Regions from separate parts of the Capsicum annuum genome. Here region 2 is linked to region 1. A link is a contact called in public Hi-C data. All regions are on one chromosome and are shown on one strand. The core of a region is the stretch at or near the end of the contact, and the rest is flanking DNA. Distances in the headings are between cores, read along the strand shown. Region 1 holds the start of LOC107873298. Region 2 has its middle 160 kb from the start of LOC107873298.

The links. Hi-C and Micro-C count contacts between places; a contact is called where the count stands out from the background.
Region 2: a Hi-C map of leaf shows a contact between it and region 1, with 2.0 times the contacts expected there. The contact joins the enhancer-like site here to the promoter of LOC107873298 in region 1. A contact is called at or near these places in 2 of 5 Hi-C or Micro-C datasets (both in leaf).

Annotation. Positions count from the first base shown.
Region 1 is chr6:84,568,327-84,572,249 of UCD10Xv1.1, forward strand. LOC107873298 reads right to left here and starts at 2,032. Exons shown (of 9, transcript XM_016720088.2): 1 at 1,865-2,032; 2 at 731-1,151. The coding sequence starts at 944.
Region 2 is chr6:84,732,948-84,736,870 of UCD10Xv1.1, forward strand. No RefSeq gene overlaps it. Among protein-coding and RNA genes, the nearest start is that of LOC107873298, 160 kb to the left of the region's middle. Within about 2 kb of position 2,139, at least 5 of the 5 cell types and tissues checked have an H3K27ac peak or open chromatin away from gene starts, as enhancers often do. A contact at or near this core is called in leaf, where this site is marked.

The DNA.
Region 1 (3,923 bases), core at 782-3,281:
TGGCCGAAAGTAGATAATAAATCTGAAATTCAAATCATTCCAACCTTAGGTTACTTGAAAATCACTCTTGGAACAAATATTATGAATCTTGTACTTTTTTCATGGTTTAGGCTGGACCATAGTCCAATTTATTCTGACAAATATGAAATCAAACTGCTATAAAAGAAAAGTAATATTAAATCTTCGTTTATTATGCAGATGACTGGTATCAAAAAGTCAAATATTTTCACATCCCTCAAATATCATTGAATATAAGTTTATATACTTCCTCCATATAAAAATAATTAAATTATTAAAATATAATATATTCTTTAAAAAAAAAAATCTTACATTCACTATTATTTTTAAAATTATTATTAAATTACTTTTTTATAAAATATGAATTACTTAAAAGGACTTCAATAAATGAAAAGATAAAATTTAAAAAAAAGGGATAAAATAGAAATTTTCAACATGTTCTAGACACAGGGAGTAACAATCACGCTGGCTGGCCAGACACCATCAAAATAAGAAAATGAAAAGACCGCCTATCATAGGAAGTGAAAAACAAACCCTTCTTCTCGCGAATTAGGAATAATCCTATGAAAAACAAACACTTCTTCTCGCGAATTAGGAATAATCTTTCAGATAAATGAATGCCCAAGTGAAAAATTTGTGATGTCGGGAATGAAGTAGGGAAAACTTGAAAGAGAAGGGAAGAAAAATGAGGTTGCGCATTAATTTGACTTACTTGTTGGGCTTGTTGAAGAAGAAATTGCAGGTGAAATTGAAAGGGCACCAAACTCAAAGGCACCAAATGAAGTAAGAGCAGCAAGAAGTAAAGAGGTGAGGCAAACACCACACAGAAAGCCAATCACACAAATCCGGCACGGAAATGAACTTCCTATTTGCAGAGCTCTTTGTGAGACAACTCTTTCCAGAGACCTCTGATTCAAAGCTTCCATGTTTTGCCCCAACAAATGACCATCACTCAAACCTCAGAAATCTTTAATTCTGTGTTCCATGCTTTGCTCGTTCCCAATCAACTTTTTAACTATTTGAACACAGGTATACTTTTCTTCCTACTAGATGAGTTTAATTGGAGTAACAGGGTTTGTGATGATGATTCATGAGGCGCAGTAATAGTTATTGATATAGTACTTTTCTTGCAACTGCAAACTTACAAGAAAATAGCCCATCAGTTTAAATAATATTAATTAGACATTACCTAAAAACACAAGTCGCTAACACTGACGTTGGTGCATCTCTCCCGCAACACGCCACACTCCAGAATAATAAATTTAATCAAAAAGTGGAAACTTCAAAAGCTACAAGTCTTGTCTTACCGAAAAGAAATTTGGATGAAACTCGAAATGCAGAAATAAAGAAACCAAATTCTTACTTGAAATTTTCACCTATCGTTAAGATGGAACTCGGGAAAGGTCTATATTTTTTAAGGGAAAAAAACCTGAAAATTTTATTCAGAAATGATGATCTTGGAAAGATATTGGCTAAATTGTTACGAAATCCACTCGAGGATAGAGGTGGATTCCAATTAATGAAATATACCTGCAATAAAAGAGGAGGTTTTTTTTTTTGTGTGAAATTGAAATAGAGCCAGAGATGACGTCAATCATCACTGACCGACATATAATTTACTGTTGCAAATTGGTAGATAGAAGACAATGATACAACCAGATGTTTAATCAAGAAGAATGATACAACCAGATGTTTAATCAAGAAGAATGATAAGACCATGCAAGCAGACATTTGTGCTTCTTTTCTTTTTGTTTTTTTCCGCTCAAAGGTCTGCAAAAGATAATTTAAAGAAGAAGAAAATAGCTTAATTTAAAGAAGAAGAAAATAGCTGTTAAATTTCTCTCACCAGATACACTAAAAAAGAAACAGAAAATGATCAGTAAGTACATGAGGAGATAAGATAGAATTTTCAGCTGAAGAAAAAGAAAAATCATGTAAATCTGTAGCCCCAGAAGAAATATATATCATCCAGCGACCAGCTGTAGCCTGTAATGTCATTCACTAAATTCTTGCCTTCTTTTGTCAAAATGGAACTGCTCTCACTATATTACATGAGACTCCCACAGTCACACAATGACCGCTGATGGTGACGTGTGCTTTTACAAAATAATCGCTCAATTTTTTTTTTCTTTATAATACACTGGTATACGTACATGTACAGATCATATTAAGATATTATTTATAATTACTTTGTATTAAAATATTTTTTCAAATATATTAAATTATATTATTTTTAAAAAAATTAACTACCATATTGTTTCTTAATGAAATATGAAAAAAAAATCCAATCTCCCACCCATCCCTGCCCCCACCTCCACCACCACCTCCATCTTCACTTCGCCCGCACGCCTCCACTCCCCACCCACCCCCAATCTCTTCCCCCAACCTCTAATTAAATTTATACAAAATAATAATAATAATAATAATAATAATAATAATAATAATAAAATTAAATTTTATATTTTATAATTTTTTATATTATTTATAATTTAAAGATATTAAATTGATTAATATCTGCTCAACCTTATCCCTCTTCCTTCCCCACCTCTAATTAAATTTTATATTATTAAAAATAATATATAACGATAAAAAATATTTTTATGTATCGTATTGCTTACAATTTAAATATTTAAAATCGTCAAAAATATTTAAATTTCTATTCTATTGTTCTTTCATCTCTCATTTAAAATTTATAGACAGTATTATGTGTTTGATCTAATTGCTTCATTTAATTTTTAAAATTAATTCAAATTTCCTCTTGCCCCTTCCTCACTCTCCCCACTCCCAGATAAGAAGAATATTTTTCTCCACTATATTTTCAAAATTAACTCAAATTTCTTCTTACACCCCCTGCCCTCCCCCTCCTCCTGAGGATGAGAAGGACTTTTTCTCAAATAGTACAACAACTCCTCTCTTATATTTTTCAAAATTTTGAAATGGCACTTTCTCAAAAATTATTATAATATTTTTATTCTTTTTTCTTATACATCACATTTTCACGATGATATTTGAATTTGTATTTGTTTCTTATTTAGTATTCATCTATTATGCAAATAATATTATATTGTATTTAAAGTTGTGAAGTTGAAATGTGAAGTATAATTGTGATTTGTGTATTTGACTATTTTTCATTTTGCGTATATTTTTTCTAACTCTAATATTTTAGATCGTTTTTATTCATTTAGGGGTCGTTTAGTAGAGTGTATAAGAACAATGCGAAATATAATATATTAGTAATGCTTGCATTAGTAATACTTGTATTAGTTATATTTGTATAAGTTATGTTGAGATTGTTTTTTAAACATTGTTTGGTTTGATATATTAGAAATAATATATCTTACATAATTTCTATAAAAGAGATGTTTGTTTACAAAAATACCATTCTTTGACTTTGTACACTTTTTATTTGCTATAAATTTTTTTGTCATCTCAAACATAATTAGTATTATTGAACTAGCATATAGAAGCTTAGAATTAATTGCAAGACCATCATCTTTGCGCATGAAATGTTACACGGACGGATTAACATAGTCAAAATAAAAATAAAGTACAAGATGTAAAATTAAAAAATAGTCTCAAGAATCTTTTTTAAAACCCTCAAAATAAAGCAAAAATATGTTGCAGTTATTTAAATCAACTATTCATTGTTTTAAATTAAAATGGTGGAAAAAAAAATTGTGAAATTTTTTTAGAAGACTCACTATTGCAAATTAAAATGGTGGGAAAAAGGAATTGTGAAATAGTTTAAAAGAAAAATTGAGGGGTATTAAGGTCGTTTAATAAGTTAATGCATGTGTTTAAAGTTTTTGTATTACTAATACATAGGAAATGGTGTGTATTACTAATACACACCCCAATACACAATAGAGTGTATAGTATTAGTTATACATAGACAAAAAGATGTA
Region 2 (3,923 bases), core at 889-3,388, 160 kb after region 1:
ACAGTTATAATTTCAATCACTAGATCAATTCTTGAGTAACATAAAAATATATATAAGGTTAAGTATTGCCATTCTATATTTTGAGCGGGTTAAGCACTACCCACTCTCGAGAAATGCACTAAGGCTAAGCATTGTCCTTAGGACGTTAATTGGGTTAAGCACTACTCTCTCGAACTACCCTCTCTCTAGAAACTGATTAAGGTTAAGCATTGCCTTTAAAAGTTAGTTGGGTTAAGAACTACCCTCTCTCGATAAATCATCCGAACCTAAGCATTATTTTAGAAACTCAATGGAGTTAAGAACGACTCTATCAAGAACTCTCTTAGGCTAAGCATTATCCTTGAAAAGTTAATTGGGTTAAGCATTACCCTCTCTCGAGAAACTTACTAAGGTTAAGCATTGTCCTTGAAAGTTAGTTGGGTTAAGACCTACCATCTCTCGAGAAATCATCTGAAGCTAAGCATTGTTTTGAAAATTTGATGGAGTTAAGCACGACTCTATCGAGAACTCTCTGAGGCTAAACATTGTCCTTGGAAAGTTAAGTGGGTTAACCACTAACCTCTCTTGAGAAACTGACTAAGGCGTCTCTCAAGAAATTATCCGAACTAAGCATTATTTTTAAAATTTGATGGAGTTAAGTATGACTCTATCAAGAACTCTCTGAGGCTAAGCATTGTCTTTGGAAAGTTAAGTGGGTTAAGCACTACCCTCTCTCGAGAAACTGACTAAGGTGAAGCAGTTTTCTTGAAGAGTTAATTGGGTTAAGTACTACCCACCCTCTCCTGAGAAACTGTCCGAAGCTAAGCATTGCTTTTGGAAATTCGATGGAGTTAAACACGACTCTATCAAAAAACTGCCTAAGGCTAAACATTGTCCTCTGAAAGTCGACTGGGTTACTCAAAGACAAATATTATTTTCTATTATTGAACATGCTAAGCATAACTACCTCGACGTTATTAAATGCTATTGCTTTACTGGACATGGTATGGATTAAGCTCAACCTCTTCAAATCTATATGAGCAAAGCATTGTTCTCTCGTAAAAGATATGCTTCCTTATCTCCTCTCATCATTATTGTTACATTATGTTTGTTTTCATCGTATCGTTTAATATTCTATCTGTATTAATCATTTTTTCAAGTGACAAGTAAAATGAAAGACATTTGAGAAGAATTCTCCTTCAATTCTAAAACATAATCCTAATACCTCGCAACCTGTTCATATTTCACCTTTCAAAATCATATGTACACCCATCTCATCGACCTAAGACATCATTGTTTATGCCCATCCTTTATCACTAACAATCTTTAAGAATTTCATTCATTCCTAAATCTAGAACTACATATGACATGATTCTCATAAGACTAGAGATATATAGGTGACTTAAAACAAAAGTCTTGGCCGTATTATTTTTAAAACCACCTCTGGTTGCTTCTATGCTAACAAACTATTTTCTCGGTCGGATAAAATTGGCTACTATGTCAACTTTCGTTGTTCGATAATTCTTTTATCATTCTCAAGCAAAGAAGGGGCAATTGTTGACACCCAATTTTGACCTTCCGATGCTACTCTTATGTTGTTATTTTATTAAAATTATTAATTTTTAATATTAATATTTATTACGTATTATTTTGATATCAACTAAATAACGACGTGTCACATTCATGATTTTAAAAATATACAAGTTATTTTATTACTTTTTATTACCCTTTCTTACGATTTATTAATTCAAATATAATATTTACGTAATTTTATCATTTTTTTTTGTAAATATGCACACATATTCTACAAATATATTATCTATTATTATTATTATTATTATTAATATCGATAATTTTATATAATAATTTTACGTAACATTAATTTTTACATGCTTAGTTTAATTTAATATCGACGTCTTACTATTTTTCTCGTCAGTATCACATTTATTAAAATAGCAGCCCTAATTCAATTCAATTTTCCAGTTTGTTTGTTTTCTAGCCATATTGTATCAAGTTAATGACAATTTTTGTCAATTTTTTGATCTCAAATTAGAATTTAAATTCTAACACATTTTTAGATCATTTTGATCTCAGCTGTTGATAAAAAATAATCCAACGGCTGAGATCCAAAACTTTCTTTCTTTCCTTTTCACCCTCAGACTACCCTAAACCCTAAAATTTTTCCAACATTCGCATTTCCTTCCCCTTTTGCTCTGTCTCCCTTCTCTTCTCTCTCTCTCTATAATGTCAACCACCGCCGATGGACCAGCAACACTTGACTGCCGCCGGCTTCTCCCTCATGCCATTTTCCACCATGGCCGGCGTAAACCCCCACTACTCCATCAATGGGAGGCCAACCATCCATCAAAACTGGCCGCCGCTCAGCCAACGAAGCTCCCAATAACCACTGTTTCAACCAAGAGGTCTCCCCCATATAGCCGGCGCCCTATCTCCCATTCTCGATGAAAACTCGTCCACACGTTCCGACTGACGCCACCAACAGCGGCAACAGCAATAACACCAGTCGTCACCGGTCACTGCTATGGCTCTCACTACCAATATTCTCTCTTATCACTTGTATTCACCAGAGTTGATGACCGGTGAGTCCCAGCCGACTATGCAACGCTCATCGCCGACAGAAAAGTCACGTTGCTACCACTATTATTTTAGGATAAATGCTGTCGAAATCACTAACGCATGACGGATTTACAAAATTCGTCTCAGGTTTTCCTTCCCGATTGAGTTTCTGGTTTGAGTATCCTCATTTTCTTTTGGTCGGTCTTTTAATTGACAATACACAATTTTGAATTATGACTTAATCATGTTTATTTACCGATCTTACTACTGTTTGTTGATTGTTTGTGGATTATTTTGGTTTTCTTGAATTAGGAGCAATCTCTGCCATAAAGATCAAAATTTTTAGTTGAATTTAAAATATGGTTCATAACAATTAAGTGCTAATTTGATTCCCGTGATTTGATCTCCTTGTGATTTGTATCATGGTCGGAGGTTTATTTTTTGAATAATCGCAATCCGTAATGTTTAACATGGGAGCGTTTCTATTATCAGTGTTTTATTGTATTAAGTCATAATAATTTCACTTGTTTATTTATGGAAGTTCAATATGCATTATAAATGTGTGAATAGATTATTATTGTATCTCTTGATTCGGTGCTAATTAAGGGAGTTTTGATTGATTGCCCCAATCCTCGTTTTCCTTATTTTTTGGAATTTGCATGATTTGCTGACCTAATTGAATCAGCCATGGATTTAAGGAAGATTTTTCCTTGACTGAGGGGTTAAAATATTTTCTTTCCTTTTTCTATTCAGATCCTCCATTCCCCCTTTTTATTTTATATAAACAATCTCTTCTTATTTCCTTAGGCACGCTTTAAAACATTGCAAACATTCTCTGTACTCTTTAAACACTATATTTTTCATATGAAAAAGCTTTAAGCGTTGCTCTTAAAACTAGAGGAAATTACTTTATTATTCTTGAATCGCACTCATTTTTGGAGAATTGATCTTCATTTATCTGTGGTAATTCAGTTTGGTTTTCTTATTATTGCTTATTATCGTCAACCGATAAGTTCCTTTCATTGCAATTTTAATACCTTATATAGTGATGCTACAAAACACGCCTTTAGGATCTCTGTTATTTGTACTTCATTTGTTATGCCTTGCTTTCCTTGTTTCTGTGTTTTCGAAGCAACGTAAGGGGTATTCGCTCTTTTTCCTTTGTGCTACTTTATTCATGCCAAACAGGTATAATTAGGGATGCGGAGGGATTCAAAGAGTCGCTGGTAGTTTATGGGAAAATAGGGTAGTTCATTCCCTTTTATTTATTCATTTATTCATTTCTTATTAATTTATTGTATTGTAACAACTTTTGTAAACCTCTTATCATGTAATAATAAATTTTGGGACTGCTTGGGGGTGGGGAT